2 separate regions of the Rattus norvegicus genome follow, and region 2 is linked to region 1. A link is a contact called in public Hi-C data. All regions are on one chromosome and are shown on one strand. Each heading gives the region's core, a stretch centred on a gene start, on an enhancer-like site or on the middle of the called end of the contact. The rest is flanking DNA. Distances are from core to core; before and after follow the strand shown.

What was found. A called contact is a pair of places that touch in the nucleus more often than the background predicts.
Region 2: a Hi-C map of Schwann cells shows a contact between it and region 1, with 7 times the contacts expected there. The contact joins two enhancer-like sites. A contact is called at or near these places in 12 of 12 Hi-C or Micro-C datasets (the A7r5 cell line, the Rat2 cell line, Schwann cells and 7 more) and 1 of 1 datasets of contacts at active chromatin or transcription factors (oligodendrocytes).

Annotation. Positions count from the first base shown.
Region 1 is chr1:173,647,854-173,653,600 of GRCr8, forward strand. No RefSeq gene overlaps it. Among named protein-coding and RNA genes, the nearest start is that of Rnu6-1168, 35 kb to the left of the region's middle. Within about 2 kb of position 1,883, at least 66 of the 93 cell types and tissues checked have an H3K27ac peak or open chromatin away from gene starts, as enhancers often do. A contact at or near this core is called in Schwann cells, where this site is marked.
Region 2 is chr1:173,748,926-173,754,794 of GRCr8, forward strand. Swap70 (switching B-cell complex subunit SWAP70) reads left to right here. Exons shown (of 12, transcript NM_001106288.1): 7 at 789-970; 8 at 4,182-4,289; 9 at 5,534-5,700. Among named protein-coding and RNA genes, the nearest start is that of Swap70, 49 kb to the left of the region's middle. Within about 2 kb of position 3,441, at least 15 of the 93 cell types and tissues checked have an H3K27ac peak or open chromatin away from gene starts, as enhancers often do. A contact at or near this core is called in Schwann cells, where this site is marked.

The DNA of each region.
Region 1 (5,747 bases), core at 633-3,132:
CTGCAGGTTTTTGTTTGTTTTTGCTTTTCCACCTTGTTTTGTTTGTTTGTCATGCTGCAAATCTACGCCAGCACTCTTTAACATTATAACCCATCCCCCAGGCAATTTCCTGTGTTGCTCAGGATGGCTGTCTCGGAACACACAGTGCCACTGTAGCTGATCTTAAACCTCTGATCTTCCAGCTGCCACCTTCCAAGAGAGCTAAGTAGTTAAGAACACTCAGTTAACAACTGCCTGCCACTCCCGCTCCAGGAAATCCAATGTCTTCTTTTGGCCTTCCTGAGTACCGGGCACTCACATAATGCACAGACATACATGCAGGCAAAACACCCACACAAAATTAAATTACTTTTCATAGCACAAATAAGGCCCTGGGTTTGATTTTTAGAATCACAAAAAGGGGTTTTTTGTTTGTTTGTTTGCCACTTTAGTGGATGTAAAGTAATATGCTAGGACTGTTTTGAGTTGAAATTTTCTAATTATCAAGGATAACAAACATTACCCTATGTACTGAGCCTATATATATAAGGTTGTTGTTTGAGATGTTGAAATGGTATTACTCAATAGCTCTTGTTAGCCTGGAACTTACTATGTATACTGGCTTGGCCTTGAACTCTGGACAAATCTTCTGCCTCAACCTCCTGAATTCTGAGTTACAGATATTAGCCAGTGCATACTACTTTTGTGTCTGTTGTTTTCCTAGTGACTCATTATAGTCTTATATAGTACACACACACACACACACACACACACACACACACACACTCACATATATATGATAACCCTCTGTACTGCCATATTATATACATATATTCATTCATTCATTCATTCATTCATTCTAGTTAGAGAATAAAACATAGAATACACTCCACAGAATGGAGGTGAGTTTCTGCAAACATGTAGCTCGAGTCTATTTTTAAAATTATTGTATTATTAGGAGGGGCTAAAGTCTTGCTGTGTATGTAGCTCAGGCTAGCCTCAAACTCACATTCTGACTCTGGCTCTGAGATGCTAGATTACAGGCTTTCACCAGTATATGTTTTGTGTAGGATGTTGGCAAGGGGGAGGAGGTTGTTTGATAGTGTGTTTTGTATGTTTGTTTTGGTTTTTACAAGTAGTCCACTGTGTAGTCCTGGCTGTCCTGGAATTTACTGGCCTGGAACTCAGAAAGCCAACAGCCTCTGACCCCCAAGTACTGACTTGAAGGGTGTGTGCCACCACCACCCAGTTCTGGTTTGTTTTTCTGTATAAAGTTGTATTCGTTTGCGATATTCTCGGCTTGAATTTTGGTAGAGACATTTTTCTCAAGCTGTTATTATTACTTTTAAAAACTCTGTTTAGGGGCTGGAGATTTAGCTCAGTGGTAGAGCGCTTACCTAGGAAGCTCAAGGCCCTGGGTTCGGTCCCCAGCTCCGAAAAAAAGAACCACAAAAAAAAAAAAAAAAAAAAAAAAAAACAACAACAAAAAACTCTGTTTAGTGTTCATTGTTTTGAATTTCTTTGTAATATTTTATTATTTCAAAGCTGTAGAATTCAATATTTATCCACAGAAATAACTTTTACTCTAATTGATATTGCGTGCCTTTGTCTTTAATATTTATCATTTTAATCCCTGAGGGTTCATTTGATGTGTGATATGGAACTTAATCCCCCCCCCCCCCGAAGTTTTCATTCACTTCCTAGAGCGAGAGCTAACCTGCCTTACTTCCAAATTTGGAAATGTTACTTCATATCGGCCTGATCAAGTTTCTCTACGTTTGCTCTGTCTCATGCTTTTCAGTTGATCTCAGCTTCTATTTTTAACTGCAGATGAGCGGGGCTTAAAAGGAACCTCTCGCCCCCTGCTGGCGCCCGTGGTCCTGGAAGACCGGACAAAAGCCACCACGTGGCTCTCACATCTTGGTCTCGGTGTTCTTTGGAACCCAGAGACTCAGGCTTGCTAGGCAAGGGCCCCAAACACTGATCAACGCTTCACCAAGCGTCCTTTTGCTCAAGTCTATAGCTTCCCTGATGCCAAGTCTCCAGCACCGGGTGGGATTTGCTTTTTCTTGCTGCAGGGTGGGCTGGCCTTGCTAAATCGAGAGTACCAGGCACCGAATGCTGCTTGCCCAGAGGTGCCTGCCATCCTTTCTCGCCGAGGAACACTGGGTTCAGTCGTGAGAAACAGTGTTGCATATATTCAAGCTGTGCACCGATGTTTCTACACGTTAAGGACTAGCCTTGGGAGCCTAGAGTACGGTTTGGTGGTCAAAGTCACAATGGGACGCAGAAGGTCTCAGGGAACCTAGGGAAGTACGATGAGCAACATTGGAGAGCACAGTACTGGAGTCGCTGAGGCTAGGCAATTCGTTAAGTTATACATCACTCCCCAAAAGTCTGGGCCGCCCCGCGGTGCGAGTGCGCAGCCGCAGCCTCGTAGCGGGACCAAGCGTTCCCAGCAGAGGGCACTCACGGACAGGACATTCCGCAGGATCACCCCGAGTGCCCCAGGGACTGCACCTGTGGCCTGGGTTTCACTGGGTACTGTTTGATCATGCCCTGACAACCCACGTCTGGGAAACCCAGTCATAATCAATCCAAGGCCATAATTTAGAGACAGGTAAGCTTTGCAGTGGCTGCAGCATTTGGTGAAAACAAGACAAGAGGTCAAGACCAGCCTCTGCTACATGGCAAATCTGAGGCTATCCTGAATTACAGTGGATCCTATTTCACAACAAACCCCTCAAAGTCCCATTGTCTCTCTGACCCCTGAAGCTCTAGACTCCAGGATCTAGGGTACGCTTGCTGGACTAAAGGACTCACTAATCACCTTTCCTAATCTTGCCCACGTTCACGGCCTCTGTAGTAAATACACGTAATTAGTGTTTGAAGGCAGTATTTCTTTTAACGAATGCCTATTTATTTATTTATTTTCTTATTTTTCGCCGTCTGTAAACAGGCTTGGAAAGCAGCATGCGTTGTAAGACGTTGTATTTATTCAAGCCTACCTTGGGTCCTTAACCTGGGGGTTGACCAGTACAATGAGTAGGATCCAGGGTTGCTCATGAAACTGTGGGAGCTGTTTCACTTCTTAGGCAGATGTGCAGTATTTTTGGAAAGAAGTCCAGTAGTTTTTCTGATTGCTAAAGAGTTCCTAAGTTTAGTTTGTGGGTCTAGGGCTAGGGAAAAAAAATGGTTCAGTGAATAAGAACACTTACTGTTCTTCCAGAGGACCTGAGTTCCGTTCTCAGCACCCACTTCACAACTGGCGGTAAGTCCAACTCGTAGACAGGGTGGACATAGCCCTTCCTTTAATCCCAGCACTGGGGAGGCAGAGGCCAGCAGATGGATGGATCCCTGTGAGTTCCAGGACAGCCAGGGCTACATAGTAAGACTCTGAAGGAAAAAAAAGCCCCAAATCAGTGCTCGGCTAGGAATGTATGACCATAATACAAAACCCGGGTGTAGTGGCTGGTGTCTATAGTGGAGGGCTACATACAGGAGGACCTGAGATTCAAGGTCTTCTTTGGTTACACAGCCACTTTGAGACCGTGCTTCTAAACAAATACATAAATAGTAAATGAAAGGAAGTAAAATCAATGTTATAGATTCAGAACTCTACAGAAAAGGAACCCCTGCCCTAGACCTGGATTATGGCCTGGCCACTCCAGGCGGAGTCATGCAAAGTCCCTAAAGCCTGGGTTTCACTCTCTCTCCTTACAGATGGCCCCCATCTCCACCCGGAAAACTCCAGAGGCACAGGCGTTTCCTTTTAAAGCCATGTTAGGCCCAAGAAGATGCACTTCTGCATTTTTAGCATTTAAATAGAAATGGCTCTCTGGTGGGTTTTCCCCCAGCGTTAGTCATGCGAATGCTTTATGCCTCACTTACCACTCAGTTTCGAGTGCACGGACAGGTCTTTTGCACACGTTCCGCTCACGACCCTTCCTCACCTCCTTGCATGGGAGTCCCTGGGGAAACTTGGGTGCTGACTTCAACAGGCTGGGATTTTCCTCAGAGTGCCTGGGGGATTAAAATGTATCATTTTTATGATACAGAAAAAGAAAGAGAGAACACAGGTTGTTCTAATCGCAAAGGGAAAAAAAGGCACTCAATTCTTTTTACAAGTTTACCACAATAACGTTCTTTTTTTTTTTTTTTAACTTTAGATTTTGTGGATTTTGTTTTATGTGTGTTTTGCCTTCCTGTATGTAAGTGCACCACGTGTACTCATGGTGCCGATGGAGGCCAGAAGAGAGTGTTGGCTCCTCTGGAACTGGAGTCGCAGATGAGAGTGAGCAGCCCTGTAGTTGCTGGGTGTGGAACCTGGGTCCTCTGCAACATCAGCAAACGCTCTGCTGAGCCGTGTCTCCAGCCCCTGCAGCGTTGTTTCTAACATAGGTTTTCCTATGGATGCATTCTTTGTGTTGCTATTATAGTGGGATGTAGCTCTGTGTTAGGAACAGATTTGTTTTACAGTCTCTACCTCTTCCTCCCCGCCAAGTCAGAGTTTCTCTGTGTATCTTTGGCTGTCCTGAAACTCACTCTGTAGCCCAGACTGGCCTTGAACTCACAGATCTGCCTGCCTCTGCCTCCAGAGTGCTAGGATTACAGGTGTGCATCACTGCCACCCAATCCAGTTTCTACCTCTTTATAATATGCTGCAAGCATGTGTGTGTGTGTGTGTGTGTGTGTGTGTGTGTGTGTGTGTGTGTGTGGTGGAGTCATGATAATTATGTTCAGAGAATTTACACAGTGACCTCTTCTTTTCTAGGCTATGGTGACGTGTTGAATTCTCTACAGAAGCCACATTTGTTGCATTCATCCATTGAGCAGCTGATTAATGAGCATCAACTACATGCCAGTGTTTGCTTGGAGAATATAGAGATGGATAAGACAGAGTCTTAGTTACTGTGGGGACTGCAGGGCAATGGAGGCTGAACTTACTCTGTGTGGGGAGTAGTTGAGAAGGCCGTTTTGATAAAGTGAGTGACATTGGAATAAAGACAGGAAGTGTTAAGAGTAATGCTTTTAGAATCCCACAAAGTGCCTTCTGGACAAGGAAATATACATGCAAAGGCCCTGTGGTAGGGACGTGCTTGAATAGATGGAGATCAGTGTGACAGAAGTTGAGTGGGCCAGAACAGAGGGGAGAAAAGGATATGGCTAGAGAGAGACAAGGCCTTTGGTCGGCTTTTTTTTTTTTTTTTTTTTTTTGAGCTGGGGACCGAACCCAGGGCCTTGTGCTTCCTAGGCAAGCGCTCTACCACTGAGCTAAATCCCCAACCCTTTGGTCGGCTTTTACTCGGATATGAAGAAGCCGGGAAAGGGTCTGCAGCAGCTCATGTCGTGGCGTTGAGTGCACACCTATGATCTCAGCTCCTGGGAGATGGAGGCAAGTTCAGGTGAGAAGTTCAAGGCTAGCTTCCTTCTGTTATATAGCAATTTTTGTAGCTAGCCTGGGCTACATGAGACACTTTTAATACATTTTAACTTTACTCTTAAAGAGTCCGTTTAGGTAACGGGGGAATCTTCAGTGATGGCGCAGGAGATAAGAGCACATAGTGTTCTTGTTGGGCACCCAAGCTTGGTTTCTAGTAACCATGTTGGGGGGCTTCAACTCACCCGGACTCTAGCACTAGGAATTCAAGGCTCCCTTCTAGCCTCGCCTCTACACACACACACACACACACACACACACACACACACACACACACACTTAAAAATAAAGTTTAGCAGGGTGCTTTTAATATCAGCCCTTGGGAGGC
Region 2 (5,869 bases), core at 2,191-4,690, 100 kb after region 1:
CTTAACGCCAGTCCCAGGGGATTTGACACCCTCCATTGACTTTCTCGGGGATCAGATACACACATGGTGCACATATACACATGCAGGCAAACCACTCATATACATAAGACAAATTTTTTAAAAAGCAGAAAAAGAAATGAGATTTTATATGAAATGTAATGTCTTATGAAGTCTCTGCGTGCTATGCTATATGTAGATTTTCAGTAAATGGTGACTACTGTGATATGTATTCACATATAGGGAGGGAAGTTGTTTCATAGACATAGCTGAGGGCAGAATCAGTGTAATAGACTGCACACCAGATGCTAAGAACTTTGATTCTCTGCCCTTAGTGTGTCTTAATTTTATTTGGCATTTAAAAACTGTTGATATGTGTATGTATGCCTATGGTGTGTGTGTATGGGCACTCATGCTTTGTCTCATGTGTGGGCCCCAAGGACTAAACTGGTCCAGGTTTGCGAAGCTAGCGTCTTTACACACTGATTCATCTTGCCTGTCCTTTTTTAGCTTTTCGGGGAGTAGGAAAGCCAGGTATGTGGTATCAGCACTTGGTAACCATAGACAGCAGGGTTGAGGGCAGTGTGGAGTGTCCGTGAGCACAGGTGCACAGCTGTGGACCTGGACTCGGAAGACTTTACTGCACGTCTTTCTCATGTGGGAGCTGGAGAAGACGATGCCACTCCGGCTGAGCCCCCGCTCACTGGCAACATCTCACCCCGTGTGGTGTTCGATATTATTCCAGTTCAGATCTATGACTATGAGTCCCTTCTTTCTCCTTTTCCTTATAGCCATCCATTCTACCATCCATCTGTTGAAGCTGGGCAGCCCCCCACCACACAAGGAAGCCCGCCAGCGTCGGAAAGAGCTCCGAAGGAAGCTGCTGGCAGAGCAGGAGGAGCTGGAGCGGCAGATGAAGGAGCTCCAAGCGGCCAATGAAAACAAGCAGCAGGAGCTGGAGAGTGTGCGGAAGGTGGGCTCGGGACAGCAAGGGAGCACTTCAGTACGCAGGCCACACGCAGCTTCGGGATCTTGGCTTCATGCACGCTAGGTTAGAGCGGTTTGGTGAGCTGAGTTCTCAGGAAGTGTCCAGCCCTGGGGCCAGCAAGCTGTGTTTGTAGAGTAAAGCTCAGAGCTGTCCTCTTCAAGATGGTGCTAAAGGGCTTAGACTGGAACCATGGCTATGCCTGTGGGATACACACAAGTAGAACCGAGAAGCAGAAGCTGAACCACATCTGTAGGGAGGAGGGCTGGGCTTGTGGAAGAGCCATCTTGGACAGTGCTGTTCACTCTGCTACAGGAGGCTCAGCAGTCAGCTGCCGCGCCAGACATCCGTGTTTCAGTTTATTAACTGTATTTTGTCTATGGCGAGTCATGTGTTTCTGAAGGGAACTAACTCGCTGTGGTGTTAGCTGGAGGTCCTTTTTTTTTAGCTGCTCTCAACGTCGTTTTGTGGTTTTTACTGTGGAGGTGTGGCTGCTGCTGTCCTTGTTTTTAATTCAGGGCCTCAATATGTAGTCTGGCTGGCTCAAACTGTGTTGTATAGACCAGGCTGGCCTCTAACTCAGATCTGCTTCCTCTGCCTGGGATTAAAGCTGAGGCCACCATGTTTGGCTGCCTTTGATTTTCACCTATTTAGAATTTATAGAACGTGGACCAAGGTTTGGTTTTCCATTAAGTTGGATAAATTTTCAGTGTAGATTTTTAAATGTCTCTTTTTATTTTAAAGATTTATTTATGTATTATATATAGGTACACTGTAGCTGTCTTCAGACACACCAGAAAGAGGGCATCAGATCCCATGACAGATGGTTGTGAGCCACCATGTGGTTGCTGGGAATTGAACTCAGGATCTCTGGAAGAAAAGCCAGTGCTCTTAACCACTGAGCCATCTCTCTAGTCCCAGTGTATTTCTTCAAGTATTTTTCTTCCCTTCTTAGTTGTTCCATATGTTGTTGAACAGAATATTGTGTATAAAAGTGCCTAGATTCTCTGGAGCTGTTTATTTTGCTTGGTTTTCTGTCCTTCTGATGGTATAATTTCTGTGTATCTCTTTAGTGCAGGTCTTGTAGTAGCCCAAGTAGACCGTTGAGCCCCTCCGGTTGATTATTTTTTGAAATAAGATCTTGTAGCCCAGGCTAGCCTTCAGCGCTCTACTTAGGGATGTTGGCCTTGAACTTCTGATCTTTCCGTTTCCAGCCTCCACGTTAGGAATCATAGGCGTGCTCGGCATACCACGTCCTGGCCTCCTAATGCTGTGCATACTGTCCTCTTGCTCTACCCGGCCCTCTAGAGGACTTTTCAGTCAGTTCTTGAACATTACAGCTCAGCAATCTCCACTTGGCTCTTAAAGGAGCCTCTTTATCTATATGCTTTCTCCACGTGTGGGATTTTGCTATTCCTTCCATTATGTCTTTAACCATGACTTCCTTTCATTCTTTATAGTATATTTACTGTAATGGCTTTGTAGATATGCCTCCTGGGCTGCTTCAAAGGCAGTGCCTGTTGACTGTTTTCCCACATAGGGGTTACACTTTCCTGTTTCTCATACTCTTTTTTTAGTTGAAAACTGGATGTTTTTAGAAGATAAGGTGGTGTGGGAACCATGGATACTGATCCTGATGCCCCTACCCGAAGCTTGTCATTGTGTGGTTATTTATTTAGTGACTTGGCTGGACTATTTCCTGGACCCTTGAGGCCTTCAGTCTGCTCCTCAGGGCTGCAAGCTGGGCTGTGCACAGCCACAGTCGCCTGGAATGACCCTCCCTCCGCAGGCTCCCCTCCCCTCCCTATTACTGTACACTTTCAGTGCACTCACCCCTGACTGCCTGCCAGAGTTCACTGGTTTCTGGATGGTTGATAATGTTTTCTGCAGAACCCTAGGAATGCTTACAGTCTGAGGTTAACTTCAGAGCCATTCCTCTCAAGGCCAGTCTTAAAGAGGGCTCTGCCTAGCCAGACCTTCCTGCTTCTGTCAGGCTCAACTAATCTGGTTGGCTGCTTCCTGGTGGGGCTACTCCTAATCCCTGCCCGAATCTAGTTTGTACGCCTCACATAACAAAGTTAGGTTCGGTGAGGGCTGCAGAGCCTGCTTTTCTCCTTGAGCAAAACTTCCCTGGAAGGCTGGGTGTGTGATGGCACAGACCTACAACCCCAGCACTTGGAAGGCTGAAGCAGGAGGATTGCAAGTTTCGTGAGCTTGGGTGGAGTCAGCAGCACAGACTTGGAGCCATCCACAGTCCTGCTTTAAGATCCTCTGCCACCAAGCAGAGGGCACAGCCTCTGTCACTTTTACTTCCTTCTCTCCATGGACCTTTTGCCCAAGTGAGTTGAGACCAGGGTGGTCAGACCTGTCTTCTCTGCCTGCCAGTGCCCTTGACCCCACCCTGGGGAAGCTTCATGAAAACCCAGCAGCTGCTCCTCCCTTACTGTAAACTGAGCTGTGAGCAGAGGACAGAGGGCGCCCTTGTCTCATTTTCATCTGCCAGGAGCACTCCTTCTTGCCTGGGGGAGGGGAGGGAGTGCCTGAAATGCCCCAGTGTCTGTGTCCTAAGGTCCAGTTGATTATCTTTTGTTGTTGTTTTCTGTGTTTTTGTTTGTTTGTGATTTGCTTTGAGGGTGGAGGGGATCAACTGTGGGGCCTCGTGGCTTGCTAGGCAGGCACCCTACTGCACAGCTACAGTCTCAACTCCAGAGTTTTCCTAGATGAATATGCGATGGCATGGCCTGCAGAGTTTAATATGTTTTGTTTTTTTGAAACCAGTTGGTCTTGGAGGGGTTGAGGATGGGTGTGGGTGCTGAGGAAGCTGTCAGTGTCACCTACCTGGAAGCTGAACTCTGGTTACAGACGTAAGGAATAGCGTGCTAGGAGACAGCACTGTATAGAAAGCTCCGGAACTTGGTCAAACTGTGTGAGCGTAGTTGCACATGGTTATGTTTCAGTGGCCTCCTCAGATTCTCTGTGTACAGTGTTTATACTCAAGCATTCATACCTGATTTGTTTTATATGCTGACTGGGCAGACTGGATGGAATTCCAGTGTGTCTCACGGCTTTGACTTAGTTCTGTTTTATTGAGCGTATGGTTTTGTTACATGCTTAAGCAAGACTTTCTCTTCCACTGTAACAGTTTTGCTTTTTTTGGGAATGGGTTTCTGATTGATTGGTTGATTGATTGATTGATTAGAAACTGGAGGAAGCAGCATCTCGTGCCGCAGACGAGGAAAAGAAGCGCCTGCAGACTCAGGTAGAGCTACAGACCAGGTTCAGCACAGAGTTGGAGCGGGAGAAGCTGGTAAGTCAGAATGGCCGATCAGCTCAGGAAGGCCTGGCTGCTACCTCACCCTGGCTTTGCTGTGCCTTGTGGTGGCGACTGGGGAGTCGTGCGCTTGTTTGTGACTATTCTTTAAGCATCTTCTGTGTATTTGAGAGGTGGAGGAAGAGGATGGGCACCTTGTTTGCCACACCCCTAAAGCAGAATTGTGTGTGGTGGGGTGAGGAGTGCTTAGTCAGCATGGTTACATGTCCTCATTTGCTTTGAGATGTCTCTGTCATCCTGGGGCAACCAGGACCTTTTCATTCTCAAAAGCTTTGTAGTATGGGCAGTCACTAGCTGTTTGAGAGGACACCTCAACACACAGCATTTCTCCTCCGTAATGAGCAAGGTGAACACAGCTCTGAGCTCCGTTTGCTGTTCAGACCACACCAAGGTCCAGTTGCTTTCTGGAGCTAGGCAGTTACCGGAGCACAGGTCTCTCATGGAGTGCTGCTGTGCTGGGCCCTGCGTCTGAACGCGATCTGGTGTTAGTCACTTGTTCTTAGAGGCAAGGTTCCTGCGTGTGTTCAGGAAGGCGCATGTGATGTATGTGATGTCCAGCTGCCCTCCCTCCCTGCTGTCTCTCTGAGCACTAGTGTGATTGTGATTGGTGTGTGCTCCCTGCACAGGTTATTCTGTGAGCTCTCAGGACTCACAGACACAGGGAGCTAACGCTAGTGACATAATTCTAAGGTGCAGAGAAGTACACCAATGTGTGACAGTGTGTGTCAGGGTACTGGGCACACATGTGAAGTAAACACTCTACCAGTAAGCTGAACCCCAGCCCTGTCTTTGTGTTTTTGAAGACAGGGATTAAAGCCTCTTCAATCCAGAGGGGAAAGCCATGCACTTGTTGAGTATACTGGCGCCCAGGGGTGGGGAAGGAGTAGAGGCTGTAGGGCCTGCAGCTCATAAGCTGCTCTGCCTGGGCAAAGGTTCATTCTTCTTAAGATCTGAAAAGAGGTTTCTGACTTTAAGACAGAAAAGAATCTAAAGAGAAGTTACACTTTTTCTAGACTTGAATACAAATATACAGTAAAAGGACAGCACACAGAGGGAGTGAGTGCTGGCTCGCAGTTCATTTTCTTGGATTCCTAGTACGGATGCTGTTTGTACATTCCTTTTCCTACACCCTTAGCTGAAAGGCAGAGGTGCGGTGGGAACCTCGCCCTGGGGACGGTCACCCCAATTTAAGCAAAACCACACTCCTCTCATCCCTCCAGATCAGACAGCAAATGGAGGAGCAGGTTGCCCAGAAGTCCTCTGAACTGGAGCAGTATCTGCAGCGAGTTCGGGAGCTGGAAGACATGTACCTAAAGCTGCAGGAGGCACTGGAGGACGAGAGGCAGGCCCGGCAGGATGAAGAGACTGTGCGCAAGCTTCAGGCCAGGTGCACATCGGTTTGCAGCTCCCTCGTGGGCCTTGCTGGCTCAGCCCGCTGTTAGAAAGGGAGCCTGAGCTGTGTGCTGTCTAGCCTGGGAGAGTGGGCTGGCAGGGGTGGTTCTCGTGATCCTGGGCTACAGAAACCTTTGCTTGGGGGTCTAAGGGCCTTGTACTGA